Regions from separate parts of the Mus musculus genome. Here regions 1, 3, 4 and 5 are each linked to region 2. Evidence: chromatin contacts called from public HiChIP or PLAC-seq and promoter capture Hi-C data. All regions are on one chromosome and are shown on one strand. Each heading gives the region's core, a stretch centred on a gene start, on an enhancer-like site or on the middle of the called end of the contact. The rest is flanking DNA. Distances are from core to core; before and after follow the strand shown.

What was found. Promoter capture Hi-C pulls out the DNA fragments that hold promoters and counts their contacts. HiChIP or PLAC-seq counts read pairs in DNA pulled down with a chosen protein or histone mark.
Region 1: a FOXA1 HiChIP or PLAC-seq map of pancreatic cancer cells shows a contact between it and region 2. The contact joins the enhancer-like site here to the promoter of Selenos in region 2. A contact is called at or near these places in 5 of 39 promoter capture datasets (the C10 cell line, the HPC-7 cell line, hematopoietic stem and progenitor cells and 2 more), 1 of 15 datasets of contacts at CTCF or cohesin (pro-B cells), 2 of 484 Hi-C or Micro-C datasets (bone marrow-derived macrophages and retina), 11 of 115 datasets of contacts at active chromatin or transcription factors (the 230-238 cell line, acute myeloid leukemia, bone marrow-derived macrophages and 6 more) and 2 of 9 other capture datasets (adipose tissue and liver).
Region 3: an HNF4G HiChIP or PLAC-seq map of pancreatic cancer cells shows a contact between it and region 2. The contact joins the enhancer-like site here to the promoter of Selenos in region 2. A contact is called at or near these places in 12 of 39 promoter capture datasets (the HPC-7 cell line, cranial neural crest, embryonic stem cells and 6 more), 1 of 484 Hi-C or Micro-C datasets (embryonic stem cells), 23 of 115 datasets of contacts at active chromatin or transcription factors (the NIH/3T3 cell line, acute myeloid leukemia, bone marrow-derived macrophages and 13 more) and 1 of 9 other capture datasets (pancreatic islet).
Region 4: a contact with region 2 is called in a promoter capture Hi-C map of the HPC-7 cell line. The contact joins the enhancer-like site here to the promoter of Selenos in region 2. A contact is called at or near these places in 14 of 39 promoter capture datasets (the C10 cell line, the HPC-7 cell line, HPC-7-derived erythroid cells and 11 more), 1 of 15 datasets of contacts at CTCF or cohesin (pro-B cells), 22 of 115 datasets of contacts at active chromatin or transcription factors (the 230-238 cell line, bone marrow-derived macrophages, cardiomyocytes and 13 more) and 1 of 9 other capture datasets (embryonic stem cells).
Region 5: an H3K4me3 HiChIP or PLAC-seq map of bone marrow-derived macrophages shows a contact between it and region 2, with 5 times the contacts expected there. The contact joins the enhancer-like site here to the promoter of Selenos in region 2. A contact is called at or near these places in 7 of 39 promoter capture datasets (the C10 cell line, the HPC-7 cell line, cranial neural crest and 4 more), 2 of 484 Hi-C or Micro-C datasets (bone marrow-derived macrophages and nephron progenitors), 9 of 115 datasets of contacts at active chromatin or transcription factors (CD8 T cells, bone marrow-derived dendritic cells, bone marrow-derived macrophages and 5 more) and 4 of 9 other capture datasets (adipose tissue, embryonic stem cells, liver and 1 more).

Annotation. Positions count from the first base shown.
Region 1 is chr7:66,338,542-66,343,149 of GRCm38.p6, forward strand. It overlaps Lrrk1 (leucine-rich repeat kinase 1), which reads right to left. Exons shown (of 34, transcript NM_146191.3): 3 at 4,221-4,384. Among named protein-coding and RNA genes, the nearest start is that of Mir7057, 41 kb to the right of the region's middle. Within about 2 kb of position 1,275, at least 74 of the 459 cell types and tissues checked have an H3K27ac peak or open chromatin away from gene starts, as enhancers often do. A contact at or near this core is called in adipose tissue, pancreatic cancer cells and trophoblast stem cells, where this site is marked.
Region 2 is chr7:66,076,791-66,081,499 of GRCm38.p6, forward strand. Selenos (selenoprotein S) reads left to right here and starts at 2,859. Exons shown (of 6, transcript NM_024439.3): 1 at 2,859-2,999; 2 at 3,542-3,676. The coding sequence starts at 2,924.
Region 3 is chr7:65,763,184-65,768,122 of GRCm38.p6, forward strand. No RefSeq gene overlaps it. Among named protein-coding and RNA genes, the nearest start is that of Gm51485, 37 kb to the right of the region's middle. Within about 2 kb of position 3,283, at least 15 of the 459 cell types and tissues checked have an H3K27ac peak or open chromatin away from gene starts, as enhancers often do. A contact at or near this core is called in pancreatic cancer cells and trophoblast stem cells, where this site is marked.
Region 4 is chr7:65,712,320-65,717,270 of GRCm38.p6, forward strand. No RefSeq gene overlaps it. Among named protein-coding and RNA genes, the nearest start is that of Gm33234, 21 kb to the left of the region's middle. Within about 2 kb of position 1,697, at least 24 of the 459 cell types and tissues checked have an H3K27ac peak or open chromatin away from gene starts, as enhancers often do. A contact at or near this core is called in the HPC-7 cell line, where this site is marked.
Region 5 is chr7:66,366,816-66,371,741 of GRCm38.p6, forward strand. The region is part of intron 2 of Lrrk1 (leucine-rich repeat kinase 1); the gene reads right to left. Among named protein-coding and RNA genes, the nearest start is that of Mir7057, 12 kb to the right of the region's middle. Within about 2 kb of position 2,471, at least 99 of the 459 cell types and tissues checked have an H3K27ac peak or open chromatin away from gene starts, as enhancers often do. A contact at or near this core is called in adipose tissue, bone marrow-derived dendritic cells, bone marrow-derived macrophages and 4 more, where this site is marked.

The DNA of each region.
Region 1 (4,608 bases), core at 25-2,524, 260 kb after region 2:
TTGAAATTTTACCTTTATTAGATAATTGCCTTGTTTTTAAAAATCCCCTCTTTCTATATTAAGAGCTGTATTAAGCGATGGTTCCGTTTGCTTCAACTGTCAAATACAACTCGAGGGACAAAGAATGAACTAACAGCCTATTCTGTGTGCTTGTGCTTTGTTCTCACCAGGCTCCTAATTCCCAACAGCCCTTGCTTGGTTCGTCCTTTAGGTATAGCTGCTCCGTTAGGGACACCTTCCTTCCAGACGTTAGTTCTCTCATCTCCATCATTCCAGAATGTATTCATTTTCTCTTCCTTCTTGAGGGGTATTCTCCAGGCCATGGGGCTTTAAGTTGACCCCTCTCCTTCGTTAGTGCTTTGTGTCACTTCCCCTGGATCCTTGGTGTCTGACAATGTCGTTCAAATTGTTCCCCCCCCCCAAGGAAACATATCTCCTTCTCCCTCTTCCTCTCCCTCTCTCTCTCTCCTCCCCCCAGAGCTTCAGAGCTTTCAATAGTTTTGGTTTTGTTTCTTTTGTTTTTATGGTGGCTTGAGTATGATATGTGGGGAGCACTGGTCACTGACATCGCTCCTGTCGGGGACCTTCTTGCTTCTCCACTCTGCTGGCTTTGTCTTCTCTGCTTTGGAGGAGTTTTCAGTTTCCTAAATTAGGGTTCAGTGCGTTTCCTTCCACTCCTTGTGGACTCTGAGAGCATGAGTTCAGCTAAAATTCTTACCTCCTCTGGGGCTCTTTCAATCTCTTGCTCCTTCCTCACTCCCTCTCCCCCTTCCTCTTCCCCTTTCTTCTCTACCCTTTCCCTTCTCCATCTCTCCCTCTCCCCTCCCTTTCCTTTCTTCCTTCCTCCATCCCCATCTCTCCCTTTTCTCGTTCTCTTCTCCTTCCTCTCCTCTCCCCTCCCCATATCTCGCCCTCTTTCTTCCCATCTCTCCCCCTTCTTTTCCATCTCCCCTTCTCCCATCTCTCCTCCTCCCTGTGTCTTCCTTTTTCCCTTCCCTCTCATTCTCCCCTTCCCTCCTTCTCAATCTATCAGGGTATAGATTCTTTCTTCTGTCTTCTCTATTCTAGACTTGAGTCTGTCTACAAAAGAAACCTTCAGCTATTGTATTTTAGAGATTCTAAAATTTCCATTTCATCCCCCTTTGCTCCTCCATGACACTCCTTCTTTGGTGACTCCTGCTGTTTACTTTTGCTTTAAGCATGCTCGTGTTTGCTCGCAGGAGTGTTTGGTCTGTTTTAGAGGTCTTGTCTGAGCTTCCAAACGTCTGACTCATCCAGCTGCGGACACTGTGGCTGCCCTGTTCTCTCTGAGTGATATTTTTCTGTTTCCTGAGGAGAGTGTGTTTATTAGGATCTGGTGATTAGTGAAAATGTATTTTAGGAACGGGATCCTATTCAAGTCCTGGGCTTGGACTCTGCTAACTCTGGTGGGTGAACAGTTGTGTGGATTAATCACTCCTGGGAAAACAGGAACTACTCAGAATTAGATGGGACAAGGGGAATGGACTCCTGGGTCCTGTTGGGCAGGAAGGTCTTTCATGCTCCTTAGGTCTCCAGTGAAAGCAGTGTGTGTGTGTGTGTGTGTGTGTGTGTGTGTGTATGTTGGGGGGATGGTTATTATATTACCACCTAGTGCCTGAGTGCTGATTAACGTCCCAGCTCCCAGCAGACTTCTTGGATGACTGGGACAACTTTTACAGCCTGGCTGGGTTAGAGCCTCTCCACCTGGCCTTGGCAGGAGTGTGATGGGGAAGGGCTGCAGACACTGCTATGGTGTGGCTGGGCGTTGCCTATAGACTGTTTTTTCATGCTGCCCTTGCCTAGTGCTCTGCCTTCCCTTAGAGCTTCTTTGTCTGTGTCCATTTGTTTCTGAGTCGCCAGCTTCTTGTTGTTCTATCAGGGATGCAACGAAGGTGAGAGGGACCCCCCAGAGGTGCAACACCCCCCCCCAGCTCTGACCACACTAGCAGGTCTTTTCTCTCTCACTTGAAAATGTCCACTGCAGTGCATGCAGCATTGCTGTGTACGGAATGTGCAGGGTTCTCAGCTGCACCGAGAGAGGAATGCTGAGACGCACACCAGTTCCACCAGCTTCTCTTCAGTTTTTAAAATCACGCCTAATTGTTTTTATTTTTTATATGCACTAGTACATGACTTTCTTCTGCATGCCTGCATCCATTCGTCCTTCTTAATAGAAGTTACCGGCTTATTTACTGAAACTATATTGGAGAGCTTTTCAAATTGTGTTGAGCTGTTATCTGACGCTTTGGGAATTCTTCATAGCATCCTACAGCCAGGGAACACTGGGGATTACATCACCTTGTGGACCCAACAGTTGGGCCATCTCGCACACATAGGTGTGGCCCCGAGAATTCATAACCAGAGCAATATCAAATGTCCTCTTCACGGTGCTCATTGTCTCCCAATCTCTGACTTTTCTGAGAATTGGCTAGAGGCTTAAAAATGGAATCATTTCTAACATTAAATTAAATGATTAAGCCTAGGCTAACCAAAGTAATGCAAACAAAGTATTGATGAAGGGTTTCCACGGTAACATTCAATTCTTATTCCCCGTGAGCTGTTGGCAGGAGGGTAATTTTGGGTTTGCTTTTTAGCCAATGGTTTGGCATACGTCATGTATGAAAGTGTCAAAACAAAACTCACTGTTTTATATTAATGTGCTAACAAAAGCGTGCATACCTATACTCTCCATTTGGGACACCCACGCATGCTAAGAAAATAGCCTTACAATAAGAAAACAAATAGGCAAAAAATTCTGTACATTACTGGTAAGAAATTTGAAATAAGCCAAATTTCCAATCAAGAGGAGTGGATTGAATTTAAGTTATGTCCTCTCTATTACAGGGAATACTATGCAGCCATCAATGGCAATGCCTGCAATGAATTTACAGTCCTGCAGAAAACCCTGCATATAATAGAAGCAAACACAAAGTATATGCAAATCAATGATCTGTATTTATATTACCTACATGATTCATCGTATATTATCAGAAGTGCAACACTCCACCTGAGCAGCAGGCTAGAAGAAAACGTATCAAGTCAATGAAGAGGCAGTGTTTGGGCACATTAGGGACGGGCTTAGCTTTTGTTCTTTTTTTTTTTTTTTTCCTTTTACTAACAGATTTTTCCAAAAATTTCTGAGCACATGCTGTTGTTATATAATGGAAGAAAGTATGAAATCAGTAGATACAGACTGCATTCACAACCCTGCAAAGCTCGACACGGAAGGCGATAGTGTCGTGCCACTGAAGAAACCCCTGGAAAGGACCACTCTCCACATGCCCAAGTGCAAATCGAGGTGTTTCCAAACAGACGCTGGAGTCCCGTGAAGACTCTGGCAGTGCGAAGATGACCCGAAAGCTGGGGATGTGGTTCAGCCGGTCCAGGCATCCTCCTTCATCCCCAGCATCTTAAGCCTGGCAGGGAGGGACATGCCTGCAACCCCTATCGCAGAGATGGAGGCAGGAGAATCAGAAGTTTAGGGTCAACCTTGACTGCACAGTGAGTTAGCAGACAACCTGGGATCCATGAGACTTTACACTCCCTGCCCCTTATTGCTAAAGGGGAGACTTTATTCCTACTTTCCAGTAGAGGGATAGCTCAGTGGGTAAAAGCGGGGGTCGGGTGCTCAGTGGATAAAGCGCTTGCTGTGTAAACATGAAGACCTGGGTTCGGATACCCAGTAACCATGCAAAACCCAGATTCATTGGTGCCTGCCTATAACCTCAGTTGTTCTAGAGGTGTGGACCCAGGGAGGTCCTTGGGGTTTTGCTGACCAGCCTAGTGTGGCTGAGATGATAAGCTCTGGGTTTAGTGAGTGACCCTGTACCAAAAGATATGGTGAAGGGGCTGGAGAGACAGCTCAATGGTTAAAAGAACTAGTGGCCATTGCGGAGGATCTGAGTTTAGTTGGTTCTCAACACCCACATCAAGGCTCACAACTGTCCATAATTCTAGGTGATCTCACGCCCTCTTCTGGCTTCCTTCGGTACTACATGCCCATGGAAGTGCTTCTTACTTTGCAGGCAAAATTCGTAAAGTAAAAGTATGCATACACAGTGTCTGTCTGTCTGTCTGTCTGTCTGTCACACACACACACACACACACACACACACAGAGAGAGAGAGAGAGAGAGAGAGAGAGAGAGAGAGAGAGAGAGAGAGAGAGAACAGCAACTCTGGGGCAGTAGCACACCCTACCTTCTCCTGTGAGGATTCGCTCTCTTCACAAACCCCTCTGAGTAGGTCTCGGGCTCGGGAGAGGTTCCTCTGCTTGTACGCAGTGTGGATTTCTTCCATGCTGGGGCACTGCACCGTGGAGCTGCCACCTGGTAAAGACAGTTTGCTGCCCATGTCTTCGGCACCTGCGTGGGAGGACATGTACACATGGTATCACTGTGGCTGGTGACCTCTGGGTAGTCACTGGAGGTGACAGTGGAGGTGTGCATTACCCATGACATCACAGGGCTGGGGGTTAGGAAGAGAATCCTGAAAAGCTCCTGTCAGCAGGCTCCTATATCTCTGGGGACCCCCAGCCATTCTGGAAGGCATTTACTGGACAGTTCGAAGTTTAGCACAGCTGCTTGGG
Region 2 (4,709 bases), core at 1,609-4,108:
AGATGGTCTCCCTCTTTCCAATTAACTACCCACTTTCTGTGTCTGGCTTTAGGGTTGATTATGGAAGCTTGGGCAGCCTTACCAATGGCTACACCACTGAACAAAACGTTTCTTAATCCTCCATCAACTAGTAACTGTAAGTCTTGGGGGTGGGGCAGGCCCCAGTTAGCACCTCCTCATCTCAGTGGTAGGATGTTGAGGAGCCCAGTCTTGTGCAAATCTTGTGACATTCGTGATGAACAAAACTAGGCTTTCTATGCCTTGAACAACTAACTAAGCTATACTCAAAACTGATAACAGGTCTGCTTACTCTCCATTAACCAAAGCATTTACCTGGCTGAATACAGTGGATGGGGAAATTCTAACCTGAAGGACATGGCTATAAGAAGGGCCCAGACAAGGATGTGACAGTAAGTGACAGGTTAGAGCCAGACATTGAGTCTACATAGCCAGTGGTGGGCGTTGTGGTTACTATTCACCTTTGCCCTAGTTTTCCAGGTAACATCTGAGCTGTTCAGGTTAAGTACAGGGAGGCAGCTACCACATGAAATGTCAAAGGCGTCACACCTGAGAAGTAGGAGCAGGATTGCAGGAACTGAAATTAAACCCTAAAACCCATGCACTCAATTCAAAATACCTTAAATTTTAGTTGAATATTATACTGTGTATCTAAGTATGTACACTGGGTTTGTAAACAAAGTTATTGTTGGGTGTGTGTGTCTATTTTTAAATTTGGCTTTGCTGTTTGGAGAGGGGGCTAACTACAGAGATATGCCTGCCTTTGTCTCCCATGGTTTTGGTTTTGTTTTTTGAGGCAGGCTTACACTGCCAAGTGTGGCCTTCCTGTTGACACCAAAGATGACTCTGAATTCCTGATCCTCTTACCACCATCTCACAAATGCTGGGATGAGAGACATTTGCCACATACTCGGGTTTGCAGTGGGGGACCTTACACCTAGGATTCTGTACGTGCTAGGCAAGGAAGCACCTGGCCAATTGAGATACAATCCTACTCCTACTTTGTATGTTTTAACATGTTATCTTTCTGAATTGCTAGTTTCCATGTTAGATTGCAAAGTTCCAAGCGGAAGAGATTCCTTGGCTAAGACTATGTAAAATAATGATTTCATTATTACACTGTTTTATCTGTGTATCATGTACTTTGATCCTATCCATTCACCTCCCTTTTTATTGGTTTTGGGTTTTTGGTTTTTTTCAAGATAGGGTTTCTCTGTAGTCCTGGTTGTCCTGGAATTCACTCTGTAGATCAGGTTGGCCTTGAACTCAGAAATTTGCCTGCCTCTGCCTCCCAAGTGCTGGGATTAAAGGCATGGTTTTGGTTTTTTAAGACAGGGTTTCTCTGTGTAGCCCTGGCTGGAACTCACCCTGTAAACAGAGCTGGCCTCTAACTCAGGGATCAGCCATCCTCTGCCTCCTGAGTGCTGAGATTAAAGGAGTGAGCCAGCACCTCCTCTTTTAATGAAACTAACCCCTCTTAACCAGTGTGCGGGGATTAAAGGCTTTTAAGGCAAGGTTTCTCTGTGTAGCCCTCACTGTCCTGAGCGTCAAATTCAGAGACTCACCTGTGTCTGCCTGCTGAGTGCTGGGGTTGAAGGTGTGTGCCAACATTTCCCCTCCACCTTGTCTTTTAATGAAACTAAACATTACTTATTTCATCATCATGATTGCAGATGTTAAGGGACTGGATCAACAGGCAAATGAGCAACCTCCTCTCTCGTAACCAGATGTTTCACTTGCTCTGTATGATGTGAGAAATCACCTTAAGCAAAGAGAGAGGGTTCAAACTGGCCTCAGAGGTGGGGTGGCAGTCATCGGTACCAAAAAAGAAAAAAAAATTAAACTGATCCTTTTTTACCACTGAGAAAACTATTAAAATCATAAAACTTTAAAAATTTAGCAATTTTTTAAAAAAGCCATGTTGTGTCTGAAAAAAAAAATCAGCAAATTCATGGCTATCTTCATATTCTTAGCTTCATATCCAGTCATCAAAGTCTATTTTCAAGGTGGTTGATAATGTGAAGTGACTCCAGGCTTTTCTCTCCCATGTCCCCAGATGGAGTCGCTGAATTAGAAGATCCTTAACAGACTAGTTTTTATGACACAGTGAGTTTTATTTCCATTTTGGAGATTCAAAGTCCTCAAGCTTGGTACAGCACCGTATAGATTCCATCAGGCTCCTCAGGCTGAGTCATCTCACGGTGGGGTGCACAGAAATCTAGTCTCTTTTTCTCTGGGGACACCCACATTGACCTCATATAGTAGTTTCCCAAAGGATCCCACCTTTAAACACCACAGAGTTCTCACCTTCTTAATCCCATTAATCTATGGAAACTTGATTCCATCAGTTCCTTTTCAAATCGCAGCTATCTCCTTTATTGCCTTCCTAGTATGTTGCAGAGAACCATTACAAAAACTGTGGTAATGTAACACATAAGAGCCTAAGTTGAAGTCATTACTACATTAATTCCTTCCCTTGAGACAGTGGATCAGAAGAAAGGAATTCTAAGTAGATCGCTTTCCGCACGTTAGGGGAGGGGAATCTATGCTGCAAACCTTTAGGGCCCGGTGACAAGGGCGGGACTCAAATCTCATCTCCAGGAGGTTTCAAATCTCTTGAGCCTCAATGTCCAATCAGTATCAAATACAAGATCGGTTATCCGAGCTATGCCGAGTTGAGCTGCGAGCTCCTCCCTGAAAGTCAAACGCGCTTCCGCCTGGGCATCTTTCAGCCCCGCCCTCTGGTCACACCCCCCCTGTGATTGGTCGAGCGTCGAGGTAGGTCGAGCCACGATAGGTCAGTACCGCCACGGCAGTGAGCGCCACGTGTACATAGGGCCGAACCGGAAGCGCAGAGCAGAGAGGAGCAGCGGGCTTGTCGTTGGTGGCGGTGGCGGTGGCCGCCATGGATCGCGATGAGGAACCTCTGTCCGCGAGGCCGGCGCTGGAGACCGAGAGCCTGCGATTCCTGCACGTGACAGGTCAGGGGCGGCGGGCGCCGCCATGCTCGGTGGGTCGGCCTCCAGGAGGCTTGGCGTTAACGCCGCGGACTGGCCGAGCCTGCTTGTTGGGCCGGAGCTCACCTTTCTCGAAGTCGCCCTAGCTGGGCGGGCGCTCGCGGACTTGGCTCACGGGAGTCCCTTTAACATTTTCCTTTTGCAGTGGAGTCCTCCGCCCGGCGTTTCACTCTACCCGACACTAACACACTGTTGTCTCACTCCTTAACAAAGTGTAACTCACGGAGTCTGGATGGCCTTTGCTTTCCTGAATCAGATAGACACGTCCCCTTTAGTCCTTCAGAACCTAGCTGCTGGGCTCTGCACCCTCCGGGCTACTCCCGAGTCCCCTTGTAGTTGAGAAGTTTCTGTACCCAGCGATTCGCTTCTTAGGAGTCCATTTCCAGCTAGACTGTGAAGGTTCTGAAAGAAGAAGCTATGACTATTTTTGTAGAGTATTATTGAAAAAAATGCTATTACCATTTCTGAAACTGGTTTCTTTCTCTTTTTTTTTTTTTTCCCCCCAGTGGGCTCCCTGCTGGCCAGCTATGGCTGGTACATCCTCTTCAGCTGCATCCTACTCTACATTGTCATCCAGAGGCTCTCCCTTCGACTGAGGGCTTTGAGGCAGAGACAGCTGGACCAAGCCGAGACTGTTCTGGGTTAGTGCCATGTGGTAGAAATGAAGGCGCCTGTCATTTACTTAGTGGGTGGTGGCAAGACATGCCTTTGAGGTTTGAAAGATTTTTATTGAGATGCAAAGACTCCGTGATGGTGTATAGCATACTCAATGCACATCTTGTTCGGTGCATGGGGACCAGTCCCTGGAGATGGCCAGGTCTTGTGGAGGAAACAAGAAGTGTCAAGGGGCGGGGGTGGGGGTGGGGGGATCAGGCATTGGGGTCCTGGGAATCTTGCCACCTGACTGACTGGAAGTGGGGTGCTGCTTTATACAGCACTCCGTAGACAGGGATGGATTCATAGATCATATTTTTGTCCCCAGATGTATTTTAGCTTCCTCGTAGTCATAAGTTTAGCCATCATTGATAAACCGTGACAGAGCAGAGTTATCTTTTACAATCATTTTCCCTCATCAACCCCGTAGCCCATTTTTTTAAAGAATCTAGAGGCATATTTTGCCAAAGCATGACAGTCCATTCTCAGGCTGGTAGCTCTTATGGTTTCAAAGGCACTAGACAGAAAATCTCCAAGCCAGCCTGGGTAGGTTGTCATGTCCTATGGCAGTAGATTAGCAGTTTATTTAATCAACTTTTGATGGTTAGAGTGCTAATTGTCATTAGGCCCAAGGAAAATCTTCAGGCCAGAACTGCTACAGTTATTATTCAATTTTGGATGTAATACAATGTTTTTATCTTTGTGGAATTTATTTTTAGGTCTGAACTTGGTATTCTTTTGTTCCTTGGCCATAGGACATCACAGTGGTCCTGCATAGACTAATTTTTCCAAGGGAGGTCTTAATCCCTCATTCTTCTATCATTTATCCACACCATCCTTTGTCCATCAGGATAAGCCCCCGTGTAGGGCAGAGATAACTCAAGCCGGTTTAACTTTGTTGTTGTATCTTTTTCCTGGAGGGGCATTCCATATGTGCCCCCCCCAATGTTATATATGCCACGTATTCCCCTGAGTGACAGGAGGAAGAGGCTTTAACCTGATTGATCGGCTGCCAACCTC
Region 3 (4,939 bases), core at 2,033-4,532, 310 kb before region 2:
ACTATCAAGCACAGGAGTGTTCACCTCCTTCACTACAAAAGCCAAGTCCATAGTTCACTCTGCAGACAGTTTTACACAGAGACAGACAGACAGACAGACATGGGTGCACACACACACATACACACACACACACACACACACACACCTCTCAGACATGCCTATCTCCAGAGTCTCATGGCAGGATGTATACCTAGTAGGTCTGGGTCACCAGTGAGACCTTTGTGTCAAGGAAGAAGTAGTTATCTGGGTGACTTGTGAGGGTGTCTGTCCATAGGGAAAGAGAAGCACTGGGCTAGAGCCTTCAGAATTTTATAGCAGCGTAGATTTGGCCTCAAGTTCACTGTATACTGCGTGCTGTAGGGAATGGATAATATCCTGTTCCATTGTGTCCCCTGTTTCTCTCTGGATGGCTACTCCCGTGTGGAACACAGCATCCAGAGCTCCAGGTTCACCTGCTCTATAGTTGTGGTCATTTACACGAGAATGTACCCCGTAGACTCGGATGTGTAAATACTCGGTCCCCAGTTGCCAGCACCTTTTGGAAAGCTCAGGAGGTGTGGCCTTTCTGGAGGAAGTGTGTCACTGGGGGCGAACTTGGAGGTTTCAGGGCTCTATGCATTTCCCTGTTCTCCCTCTGCATCTTACTTAACAGTTCCGGCTGTGTACCCTCAGGTTCTGTTCTGGCCACCATGTCTGCTGTCTGCTGCCACTCTTCCCAGCTGTGATGAACTTCTTTTCCCTGGTACTGTAAGCCAAATAACCTCTCATTCTATAAGCCCTTGGTCAGGTTGTTTTGACACAATACAAGACATACAAGTTGGTGCCAGAGAGTAAGCAATTGACAGATCTGATCATGGTGGCTTTTGTAGGAATGGGAAAGACTTTGGGACTCTGGACTGGAAAAGCGACTGAGCATTGCAAATGGAGCCTAGTGGGCCATCCTGGTGGGAGCTTGGAGGACAATAGCTATGTGGTCTGGGGAGGCTCATCTTAACAGATTTCAGAAGGGAACATTATTAGCAACTAAGCTAGAGACTGTGATATTTGGGTTTAAAAAAAAAAAAAACCACATGGCTGCTTTCTGTCCTTGTCCTAAGAACTAGCCTGAGTTTAAATTTAAAAGCAGTAATTCATTTACTTTGGCACAGGCAATTTCAGGATTGCTTAATACTGAGAAGTATGGTGGTGGTGCATGCCTTTAATCCCAGTATTCTGGAGGCAGAGGCAGATGGACCTCTGTGAGTTCAAGGCCAGCCTGATCTCTAGAACAAGTTCCAGAACAGCCATGGTTACACAGAAAAACTAATATTGATTCTGTCACATAATGGCTAATCACTTTTATGCAGGTTTACAACAAAAAGAGCACGTGGGGCAGAAAGAAATACAAAATGTTCACTTCGGAGAGGGAAAGAACTCTGGCAAACTTAACCTTGCAGCCAAGGTCTGAGCTGAAAGAGATAAGGAGATTAGTGCCATTAAGAAAGACAAAAGGATGGACCATCTAGAGACTGCCATATCCAGGAATCCATCCCATAATTAGCCTCCAAACGATGACACCATTGCATACATTAGCAAGCATTTGCTGAGAGGACCCTGATATAGCTGTCTCTTGTGAGACTAGGCCGGGGCCTATCAAACACATAAGTGGATGCTCACAGTCAGCTATTGGATGGATCACAGGGCCCCCAATGGAGGAGCTAGAGAAAGTACCCAAGGAGCTAAAGGGATCTGCAACCCTATAGGTGGAACAACATTATGAACTAACCAGTACCTCGGAGCTCTTGACTCTAGCTGCATATGTATCAAAAGATGGCCTAGTCAGCCATCACTGGAAAGAGAGGCCCATTGGACACACAAACTTTATATGCCCCAGTACAGGCAACGCCAGGGCCAAAAAGTGGGAATGGGTGGGTAGGGGAGTGGGGGGAGGGTATGGGGGACTTTTGGGATAGCATTGGAAATGTAATTGAGGAAAATACGTAATAAAAAAAGAAAGAAAGAAAGAAAGAAAGAAAGAAAGAAAGAAAGAAAGAAAGAAAGACCTTCAGCTCAGCAATGGCGTAAAGCTGAGGGTTCTCTCTAGGCAAGACTTCCACCTGCTAACCTCCCAACTTGTCAAAGGGAACATAAGGCCTTTGCCTGCCCTGGAGAACAAGTTACTCAAATGCTGCGGCAAGGGGGTAGGGTGTACCTCTGTGAGTGCGGTGCTGGCTTTAAAGGTTTGGAGGACAGGGGAGAAAGCAGGTTGGGAAATCTTCCTCATGGCTTCGGGGAGCTGCTGGGGCTGGGCAGTACGTGACAGGGAGTCCTTTTGTGAAGGCTCCAAGAAGACAAGAGAATCTGAGAGGCCATTTAATGGAGCTGTGAACATGAAGCCTGGCTGAGAGCTCTTTTCTCTAGTCCATACTGTTGGTCTCTTATCAGCAGTCATGTGACTGGAGGAGTGCCCATTCATGTCTGTTCCATGGATTGCCGTGTTTATTTTTATGCCAGTACCATGTTGATCTTTTACTGTCAAGCTCTGTAGCACCACTGGATGCCAAGGACAGTGAGATCTCTAGTAGGGTTTTTTTTTTTTGGGGGGGGGGTTGGTTTGGTCTTTGTGTTGTGATGTGAATTTTAAGATAATCTTTTCTGTTTCTCTGAAGAGTTGTCTTGAAATTTTGATGAAGATGGCATGGAATCTGTACATCAATGGACAGAGAGCCAACACTAGGGAACTGTAAATGAATCCCTCACAAGATGCCACTACTCGGGCATGAGAATGACTAACACCGGGGGCTATGTCACCAGTGAGAACTTAAAGAATCAGGATCCCACACTTCAATGCAAAATGCTCAGGCTCTATGGGAAGACTTCACAATGTTGAACACATACCTACTCACTCTGTGATCCAGCATGCCCACTTTTAAGAAAAGCAATGACATATATCCACCGATACCTGTGTGAATACATCTGGTGACTTTATTTAGTCACCATCCCCTCCAGCAGAGATCATCAAAATGTCCTTCAGCCAGTGGGTGGATGACAGTCAGTGACATATCCTTATAGGGCAACACTGCCACAACATGGAACGCTCCACTGTTACCTAGCAGTAATAAACTGCTGGGGTTTATTACTGGGGTTCACAACAACAAGGAAGAACATGAAAAGGGTTATTCTGATAGGAAGAAGCCAGAGCCAAAACCCAGGTCCCACATGATTCCATTTACACAAGACTCCAGAGAAGGCTAGACTGTGAGGACAGAGGTCATCGTGGTAGCCAAGGACAGGGCGTGGCTGCAGGAGGACAGGTCAAATTAGGACAGGTGACATCACTGTTTTGTATCTGGGTTGTGGTAGTGGTTAAAGGGCTATGCAAGACTCATTAAATGGAAATCCCTTTTATTTTGGGGGGTTCCAGGAATCAAGCCTAAGGCATTCCACGTGAGTGTCACCGAGCTATGCAAATGATCCAGAGATCATTAAACGCAACACCCAACAAGGATGAGTTTTACTTAATATAGTATTTATCTCAATATGTTAATTCTCTAAAAAGTCTCTTCCAGGCTAGATTTCTAGGACCTTGACTGACACCTCCCCCTCACTGCTCTGAGACTTCTGCAGGACCTGCTCTCCCCACCCCCATCCTAGCAGACCACCTCATGACAGGACACATTAGTCACTTTCTGCACTGCTGGGACAATGCCTGGCAGCATCAGCTTCAGGAAGGGTTTGCTGTGCCTTTGTAGTTCAGGTCCACAGTGGTGGGTGAGTCACGGTGACAAGGTGACAAAGCTTGGGACACCCAGCTGCTCACTTTGCTTCCACTGACAGGAAGCTGAAAAGAAGAAATGCTAGCTCAGAGCTGGCTCTTATTCAGTCTAAAACCTCTGGCCAGAGAATGGTGCCAGCTACACCCAAGGTCTTTCCACCTCAATTAACTTAATCTAGAGACTCCCACATAGGCATGTCCAGAGGCATGTCTCCTGGCTGGTTTTAGATCACATTGAGTTGACAGTATGAGGCATCACACAGTGAATCTTCAAGCTCTTTTAAGCTGCCCATGCGTGCTACACAGGATGTTGAGAATGTAGGCCATCTGGTCTCTGGTCTCCTTCCTGGCCCTGTGGTTGTTCCTGTCGGGCCCTGACCTGGGATGTTTCGAAGGAGGATGCAGGTGCCATACTGTCTAACCATTTCCACTGGCTAGCGGCAGCTGAGAATTTTCAGCAGGAACTACTAACTCAATGCACAGCAGGGAGAACTCACAGGAATCCCATGTTCTCCTCTGTCTTTCTGCAGGCAGTAGAGATCTAATGATGTCCTCACGTCCTGTCCTCAGGACACTTGGTTTCAGACACAACTCTCAGCCCTGCTGGGGGCAGACCTATAACTGTTCTCCAGTGAGCTTGGGCCTCTCGGCATCCTCTGCTGATGACTGGCTGGTTTCATTGGGTTAGGGGTTGCAAAAAACCAGTTTAGACTTGTCAGCAAGCCTGAGAGTGCTTTCCTGAAGCTAGTTCCTTATGTTCTTTTAGTAATGTGGGATGTGTTCTGCGTTGTTGTCCTTGGTGTTAAGGGCTCAGCCAACGTTCGAAGGCTCCAGGAAACACTGCAACAACAGTTGGCAGTGGCCTGACCTTGGTGAGCCTGTTGGAAAATAGTCCCTAGGAAGGTTTCTCTCGAGTGTCACCAGAGTGTGATCTGGAGAAGCAGGCTTTTTGTCTCACTGCACATGCCAAAGACTTTGCAACAAAATCTAAAAGGATGGGCATACGTGCACGCGCACTCACACACACACTTATAAACACACACACACACCAGCTCTGACCAAGACCAATGCCTTCTTTGATGTAGTTTTAAGAAACCTATTGTCATAATCCCCAAAGGAAAGGGGCCAGACCCCTAAAGGATCAAGGTCACTCAAAATGCCATCTGCTCAACGCACAGATGCCAG
Region 4 (4,951 bases), core at 447-2,946, 370 kb before region 2:
CCTTGGTCTTCTGCTGTAGACACTTCCTGCTAGTACCCCCAAAGTGAATACGGACTTCTCCAGGCCTGCTTCTGTCCTGCTCCACCCTTGCATCCCAGCCCAGACTCGATTCCCATTACCTGCTAAGATTTATATAATGCCCTCATACCTCACGGCAGCCACACGAGTCTCCTGTGCCCTGCCAGAGGGCTGAAATCCAGTTTCGCTGTCGAGCCAGATCCACACGGAATTCAGCTTCCTTGACAGCTTACAGCCTCAGATCTCTGCTAGATCAAAACCAAAAATGATAATCCCGGTGTCGTCTGCTCATTTTTCTCACTGATCTCTGCAGCGTTCCCTGTTCTGCATGGACGAGAGCAAGAATGAAAGGTTGCAAATCAAAGCTACTGCCACTGAAACTTGTCTGCAGATCTACCAGGAGCATTGTACTGACTAGTTTTTCTTCAATTATATTGTTCTAAGCCAGTGGTTCTCAACCTTCCTAGTGCAGTGACCCTTTAGTACAGTTCCTCATGTTGTGCCCCAATCATAAAATTATTTTTGTTGCTACTTCATAACTGTACTTCTGCTACTGTTATGAATCACAATGTAAGTGTCTGCATTTTCTGATGGTCTTAGGGGACCCCTGTGAAAGAGCTGGACTACCCCCAGAAGGGCCGTGGCCCACAGGTTGAGAACCGCTTTTCTAGATTGAGCTACTGTATTTTATTTAAGGTTTTGTGTTTGTTTGGTTGGTTTTAGGCTGTGGCTAACCTGCCACAAGGTCGTCAGCAGGAGCTTAAGAAAGATTATCCCCTTAAAAGAAATTTCAGGAATAGCGTATGATCTGTTTGCTCGGAAATTCTCAAATAGTCCCATTTAAATGTATATGAGGTCTCTGCAGCCAACCAAGGCAGTAGGTCCTATAGGTTCTTAAGAGAACATGTTAAAAAAAAACCACATGTGTATTAGATCTGCTTATCTTAGCTGATTAGTGCTGAAGTGTAAATGTAAAATCAGACAATTTTATGATTACCTAATGCTCCAATTGCTATGGGTATGCAGCAAGTTACCTCCAATCTTTGTGGTTTAAAACAGTGCCTTATTTTCAAAGATTCCTGTGGACTGGGCATTTGGCTAAGCACAGGAGAATGGTTTATCTCTGCTGCATGGCCCCTCAGAGCAGGGAGACTCAGAGGCTGGGACCGCAGGCATTGGAAGACTTGTTAGTCCTGTGCCTGGAGGCGCCTCTGCATTGGTCTCCTCACGTGGCTCTGGTTTGGCTCAGCCCTAGTGCGGTTGTGCTTTGGCCCTTTAAAGGTTCGTGTGTGGGAAGCTTGATCTCCGTGTGCAGATGTTAAAAGGTGGTTCTCAAGAGGCGGAGACCAGTGGGACTTGGTTACAGGGGTGCAGTGGGATTTGTTTAGGTTACAGGGGTGCTGTCTTTGGCAGGATGAGCCACTCTCAACTTTACCACCATGATCCCTCCCTTTGCATATGTGCCCAGGGTGCCATCGACCATGACGTCCCCATCAGAGCCAAGCCAGTTGCAGTACTATGCTCTTGAACTTGTAGACACATGAACCAAATGTTTGCTTGGCTCCCCTTTTTCTTAGCACTCACCTCAGATGCTTTTCGTCAGAGTAGGAGGTGGGCTAATGCTGTCAGCTAGGTGGCAGCTGTGTTGCGTGTCTCAACTCTAGCCCAGGAGTCACACATGAGCAGTCACACAACTGGCCATTGACTGATCCAGTGACAAAGCTCTGCTGTGTTTAGGGTAAAGAGAGAAACTCTAGCTCTTAATGAGGGAAATAAAAAGCTTTAAGAAAACCCACTACAAAACGAGAGCTATCATAGTGGCCATTTTCAGAAAATACAATTTGTTATAATCAATTTTTAAGAGATAGAGAAGATGTTTGTCTCGGAGCCTGTTCAGAATCAATCTCTCTCTCTCTCTCTCTCTCTGTCTGTCTGTCTGTCTGTCTCTCTCTCCTTCCCTCCCGCCCCCTTTTGAGTTCTGTTGTGACATTTTTTCTGGGAGATATGACAAAAAAATGTCTGTTTATGCCCAATAAGGACTGGCAATAGACCAAAGTAATGATTCCCCCCCACACACATCTACTTCAGCGAGCCAGTGAGTTTATCTGAATGAGGAAGCGGTTTCTCACAGGAACATGATGACTCAAATGTAACTGGGTCACTGAGATGCCAACTGTAAGTGATGAGGCATGACACATCATGTCGGTATCATAAACAATCATGAAATGTGTGATGGATTACATGCAAACATGTCATCACTTATGTAAGACACTTGACATTCTGTGAGTGTGTGTGGGTGTGGGGGGTATTCCTGGAGTCAATCTCTCCACTATAATATCAATCGTATGAGTTAGAATTGTTTTGTGGGGGCTGGTGAGATGGCTCAGTGGGTAAGAGCACCCGACTGCTCTTCCGAAGGTCCAGAGTTCAAATCCCAGCAACCACATGGTGGTTCACAACCATCTGTAACAAGATCTGACACTCCCTCTTCTGGAGTGTCTGAAGACAGCTACAGTGTACTTACATATAATAAATAAATAAATAAACAAACAAACAAATAAATAGAAGTTAATGAGGGAACAGAGATGAAGAGATGTTTTTAAAAAAAAACAAAACAAAACAAAAACAAAAACAAACAAACAAAAAAGAATTGTTTTGTGGAAGTATGGAGCAAGCTAATGTTTTCTCTGAACAAAGCCCTGGCTTGGACCAAGACAAATCCCTGAGTGCATCAGCGGTTGTCAAGACAGCAATGTCCGGAAGCCTTGTCTTCAGAAACTGTCCCAGGATGCCTGTTAAAGTTTGGACATAAGAGTTCTTTTCTCTGTCTGCCTTCCATGTTTGCAGTGTTATCTTCAAGAAGCAATCCATGGAGAGGACAGCCTTGTGAGCTGGCTTTAAGGAGGGCCTCCTCTGCCCTTCTGTGTGGTCTCCCTTCTCCTCAGCTACTGTTGGCCATGTCCCTCAAGGACAAAGGGAGAAGATGGCTCCAATTGGAACCAATTGGGGCGGGTTCAGTGACATGGCTGTGAGTATCAATGGATTAACTTCTAGGATTAGTTTTAGAGAGACAGCTCAACTTTATTGTTCCAGGAATAGGGTATACAAGAACTTCATCCTGTGCAGTGGACCTGTGCAGTGGACCTGTGCAGTGGGAAGGGCTAACAGGCCTTAATACAGTGGCTAATTATCATGTAGATAGATAGCAAGCTAGATCAAGTGCTACATGAAGTCACTCTGCGTAAGGTCATTTTTCAGATAAGGCCAGGCACCTGTGTTCAGGGACACTATCCGGACAAAGTCAGGCTGACAAAGGGTGTCCTCTGTTTTTTGCACCAAGCTCAGAGAGCCATCTGGTCATGGGGGAACCCATCTGGTCATAGGGGATGGCGACCTTAATAGCAGGGTTCTCCAACACTCTGTCTAGATAGGCAACATTCAGCTCACTGATGGGCCTGATGAAGTTCCTGGATCTTATACTCTAACTCATTAGCCACAGACAGTGCCTCAAGGGACCCAGGGGGGTTAATATTGATTATCTACATGACAGGGTGCAGAACCTCCTGGAAGACAGACTTCTTGGGCATGAATGTGAGGGAGTGTACCCCATTTTTCCTTTTGTAAGCATCAGTATTCCTCATGCTCCCACCATGCCTCCTCTGCCCCATAGGATGTACTGCATGCCATGAGCCAACACAAACTCTCACCTCCTTATGTTGCGTTCATCAGGTATCCTGGCACAGCGACAAAGACAGTTACTAATACCGAGTATCAGCTATGCTCATGATTTCCATATCAGGATCCCAGTATGCATGACTCGGGAGTCTTAACTATATCACCTGCTGCAGCCCACAGACTCAAGACAGCTAAGAACACATCTGCTGGTCTATAAGTGTCCCCAAAGTTTGTGCATTGGAAACTTAACCTTTAAGTTCATTTGTTGATGTATTCAGAAGTAGGGCCTTTAGGAGGTAACTCTGGAGGTTCATGAGGGCTGGGTTTCATGATGGGACCAGTGGCTTTGCCGGAAGAGGAAGAGGTACGTGAGCTAGCAACCGTGCTCTATCTTACCATGTGATGCCTTCCATCATGTGATGGTTCAGCATGCTCACCAGACACGTAAGAGGTATGGGTACCACACTCTTAGGCTTTCCAGCCTCCGAAATTACAAACTCAATTAACCTCTTGTCTTAGTTAGGGCTCCCATTGCTCTGAACAGACACCATGATCATGCTAACTCTTATAAAGCCAAACAGTTGTTTGGGAATGGCTTACAGTTTCAGAGATTTAGTCCATTATCATCATCGCAGGAAGCATAGCTGCATCCAGACAGATGTGGGCCTGGGGAAGGAGCTGAGAGTACTACATCTTGATTGGAAGGCAGTCAGGAGAGACTGACTTCCAGGCAGCTAGGATGAGGGTATCAAAGTGACACACCACTGTGTGTCAAAGTGACCCCAAAAGTGGCACACTTCCTCCAACAAGGCCATACATCCGAATAGAGCCACTCTGTAGGGCAAGCATGTCCAAACCACCACACCTCTGTTCCTTTACCTAGCGTGTGGCATTCATGCACAGCAAAAGAAAGTGAGTGAAGATAGCATCTTTCACTGAAAACGGCGGATTCTCACCTGCTGCACAGGGGAAAACCTTCACTCTTGGTGAAGCAGAACCCTGAGTGGTACACTCCCTGGGTGCCTTGTAAATTTCCATTTTCTACAGGGAACTGTGAAGTGTGGGTATAGATAGAAGAGTCCCTGAGAGCCCCTACTATGCCATGGCCTCCAGCTCTGCTCCCCAGCTGGTCCCACTGCCCAGAGCTATAGTGTCCCTCTTTCCAAAGTCATCCCTCAGCCCAGGGCTCACTCCTGCTTCCCGGAGGTTTGAATCTTGTTTTCATTTTTGGTACCCATACTTGCCCTTTTCTTCATCC
Region 5 (4,926 bases), core at 1,221-3,720, 290 kb after region 2:
CGTTATCCTAACAACCTGAGTCCAATCCTCAGGATCCATAGATCCATAGGGTGGAGGTGAAGAACTGACTTGGGCAAGCTGTCGTCTTTCCTCCAAATATGCTGTGGTGCATATATCCATGTACATACACAGAATAATAAATTTGATCAAAATGTACTGTGGCATGACATCATATTAGTGTACGAAGAGGACCGGAAGTCATGGAGTGTGGGTTGGAGGAGGCTAGGGGTGCTCTGAGGCTGCCCAGGCTGTTCACAGGAGCAGGAGAAATGAGGGCTGCTGGCAGGGGACTGAGAGAGGGACCCCAGCAAGGCCACAGAGGGACCGACTCCTGTGGTTGAGTCCAGCCTGTGCCAGGCAGTGGGGACAAAGAGATCTGTCCCATTTGTACTAGAGAAACAGAGTGGGAGGCAAGACTTACACACCTGATAGATGCTCCTGCTCAGGAGACATGCTCTGGGTGTGCCCCACAGGGAGTCTGCTGCTGTCTCCTTGTCTGCTTCCTACAGACTGTTGGGACTGATAGAGGCTGCACAGAAATCCATGAGGGGAGTCTCAAACACAAAGACTGAAACCCAACCAGATAGCCACAACCCTTGAGGAAGACCAGAGATGAACCAAATTGCTAGAGAAGTTGGTATTCAGCCCAGTATATATTCTCACAGGATGCCAGGCAGATGTGACCCATGGCACAGGTACAGACAGAGTTCACGTGGAGGTATGGGCAGCTGATAGAGACAGTGTCTGTGAGGGGCAGGGTCTGGCTGAGCTCAGAGTATGAATTTCTCAGTATATCCTTTTGTTACTGCTCTAAATAGGGTAGGGGAAATGTAAGCTAGTCACTGGAATGAGGGAGATCTAGGCTCTCATGGTGAAAGCTAATGTCACCTCATCCTGGGGACAGGCTGACTCAGCACCTGAACCCCCCCCCCCCCATGGAGTGTCTCAGGGCCACTCTCCAGCATCTCAGAGACCCGTCTCTACCCAGAACCAGCTAGAAAAACCAACCAACTAACCAACCAACCAAACAACCAACCAACAAACAACAAAACAAAACACCCAGGGAACTAAATGAAAACCAGAGAAGCTGGACAGTAGAGAAGCAGGTGAGGTACAGAAAGTGCAGAAGGTGCGGGAGTGACCGCTGTGATCTGGAAAGTCAAGCAGAGGCTACAGTAGCAGAGGCAGGGAAGCAGAGACAAGCAGGAAAGAGACACGGAGGGCACAGTTGCCCCGTCCCCACATGTACTCAAGGGGAGTCCAGGATTGCCCTTCCACACCAATATCTGCAGGTACTCAACCTGTTTTATTAAATGATGTAGCACGTGCAGGTGGCATCCACAGGTTACTGATGACACTCAGCACTACGTAAGTGTAAGCTAATAATTGTCCTATGGGAAGCCTTACGAGCATGGGCTCTGAAAGCGGCCAACACAGAGGTCATTTTTTTCCCACGCTTATTTTTGACACTCAGTTGAATGCACAGGTGGAGCCACGGATTGAAAAAGGAGTGGGTTCCTTTTTATCAAAATAAGTCTATAATAAAAAAATTTTAAAAGTGGGCGTGGAGGGATGGGTCAGGGATAGAGTTCTAGCTGCTCTTATGGAGGATCCGAGTTCAATTCCCAGCACTCATATGGCAGATGGCCACTATCCATACCTCCAGGCCCAGGGGATCTGACACCCTCTTCTGTCCTCCTGGGGACACCAGACTTGCATGTGGTACACAGTCATACATGCAGACAAGACACTTATATACATAAAATTAAATAAATAAATTCTCAAAAAATCAAATAAAAATAAAAATTTTTAAGAATTATCTAATACAATCTACTCTAAGAATATAATTGAATCGGTGAGAATAATTCCCAAATTGAATTAAGACAAGTTCTCAGAAATGGCAGGATACTAGGCAAGAAATTGGAAAAGGAAGTGGGAAATGTAGAAAAAGAAAGAAGAATATAAAATATAAAGAAAAGAGAAAGGAAAAAAAAAGCCAAGTCAGCTCCATTAAAGGAGTAGTGAAATAAAATCTTAAGGAAAGACAGACTGACCAAAATTGAGACATGGAAGCCAAGGGGTGGGATGGATTGAGGGAGGCAGGAGGGAGGGAGGGAGGGAGGGAGGTGGGAGGGAGAGAAGCAATCATGAGGCACCATGAGCAGCAGCTGGAACAAGACAAAGCATGCACCAAAGAATAGAAAATAAATAAAATAAATAAAGTCATGGGACCAGCCAAGAAAAATGGGACTTCTCGAAGAGGCGTTGAGCTCCAGGTCCCGGATAGGGTAAGTACAACCTTGTCAGGTAAGCAAGCAAGGCCACTCTCTGACAGATGGTTTGTGCCAAACACAGAGGAAGCAACCAAAGGGGCCTACTAGCCAAAGAGGAACAATTTAGCTCATAGTGATACTGAGAGGGTAAAGCCCTCATTGGTTGCCTGTGAAGGATACTCAGGAGCTGACTCACCATAGAAAAACAAACAGGGAAGAGCCAAGAGTCCTGACATTCCCCCATAGCTGACACCAAAGGAAGCACAGAGAAGATGCTGCCTAGAGATGCCTATCTGCTAATCCCTGAAGAAGGATCTAAGAGCACCCTTTCCTCTTGTTGAGACAGGATCTGATGTAGCCCAGGTTGGCTTCAACTCACTGCAGAGTCAAGATGACCTTGAACTTCTAATCTTCCTGCCTTTGATTCCTGAGTGCTGGGGTTATGGGTATTTGTTATCACACCTGGTTTCATAAAGAACTGGGGATCAAAGCCAGGATTTCCCACTGTGTACACACTGGAAAACCCATCAGGACCTTAATAATGACACCAGTTAAAAAATCTCTGGGAAAAAAAAAATCTAAATATCAAAGAGAGACACCAGACATTCTTTAACTCCTGAGGCAAAGTAGGAGGGACATGCACAGACCCCTGGTGCTCTTGCCAACAAATCTCCCTGAATCTATCCAGCCCTCCAGGTCCAAAGAAACCGTGGGGAAGAGGAAAACAAGCCAGCCCACACAAGAATGCAAAGCCAAGATCCAGACAGTGGGAACCGGCAAAGATCATGTGGATTTATCAGCAATGAAACTGCACAGAAAACAGAAATGAGGGAGAAAATAGAAAGTAAGAGTCTTAGGACAGTGTTGCTCTACAGGACACAGAGACAACACCAGCCAGCTGAACTGGAGAAAAACAGTAGTTAAAATGAGTGAATAGATAAAGGAGGCACACACAAATACCGATTAGATAATATTAATGGAATTTTTTAAAAAAAATTTAAAGTATGCATGTAATGTGCCCTGAATGCTTTTAGACTTCTGAAGTTGTAAATCTGTGTGTAGGTCCCAGGCATCTGGAGAGAGGTAGAGCATTCACAGACCAAGACGGGCCAAGTGTAAATTAGCTGACGCCACGTGACAGACACCATGGAGTTTATTACATTAGTCTCTTTCATTTTGTGATGCACACACACACCACACACACAACATTAAATGGAGAGAAAGCATAAAATGTTACACAGGCTAAAGGTTTATGGATGAGAAAGCCACCACTGTGAACTCAAGCTTAAGAAAGCATAGCTCCTCCTGTCCAAACACTAGCCAGGCCCGACCCTGCTTAGCTTCTGAAATCAGATGAGAACAGAGACTCACAGAGTTGTGTGCAGTAGACAGAACCTGTGGTTTCTGAGCTTAAAAAGTAGCAAGGGGAAGCGGGCATCTGTCTGTTCTTTGGAAGAAAAGGAAACTAGAAGACAGGGAGTGGGTGGGAAGGTGGGAAGGCAAGGTTTTCATTGTATTTTCTTTTAAGCTTCTGAATTTTATGTCGAGAGTAACAATTAAATTTTTTTTTTTGCAAGAATCCGGATGCCATTATGCTAAAACACTGGAAAACTATATAGACAAAATCAAATCAAGAAGCAGAAGGTCGGGGCTAGAGAGATGGCTCAGCGGTTAGGAACTCTGGCTGCTCTTCCAGAGATCCTGAGTTCAATTCCCAGCACCCACATCTGTTTAAGTAGGCAAAATATTATATGTCTTTCCTTAGAGAATGTGACAGGCACTGTCAATCCTTGGCATCTGGAGGGATTGGATCCAGGCTTCTTCTGGATGGCAAAACTCATGGATGTGACAGCTTTTGTGTCAAGTGTCATACAGTATTTACATAGAACCTATGCAATCCTCCTGTAGACTTTAAATCTTTTCGAAATGATTTACAGTAAGTAAAAATCAATACCATACGAAGAGTTGCCCTTTATCCTGGACAGAAACAGAGCCTATTTCCTATGTAGGCTCAATCTGACCTTGCTTCCTGGCTTGTTTTAACTTGTAGGAGATGGTCAAAGTACGGCTGCTTTAGTTCTGGGCTGGAGCCTTCTGAAAGCCTAGAAGCTCCTGCCACTGAACTCTGGAACTGTCAACTGTAGGTTGTGCTAAAGAGGAGAAAGTCACACAGAAGATCACTGAGGGAGCAGACGCATGGATGAAGCAAGAAGAATGCTCAGCTGAGCGTGCCAGACAAACCTAGGCAATCACGGAGTGTATATTGTTATCAGGCTAATTAGTTCTTGCTTGATGTGATTCCTCCCTGGATTCTAAGCATTAGGAAGACATTTCTGGTTTTCCAAGCCTGGTTCATACCGGGCTTTGACATACAGTGCATAAATTCTCAAAGGGATTCTCTGTTGTTTTTAGTATAGTCAATACATGTTTGTTCTACCTCCTCATGGCCCCTTCGTTCTGGTCTACCACACCTAAGAGCCAATGCCATCTACTCGTGTGTTTTAAAAGAAAATCTCAGCGCCAGCCATGGATTGCCTCCCTACAAGTTACTGGTCAGGGAGGTTTTACAGGCACCTGAAACAACACGGGTTATTGCCATTGCTCTTGGGCGCCCATCATAGCTACATGGTAGGAACCCACAGCTGAAGACACC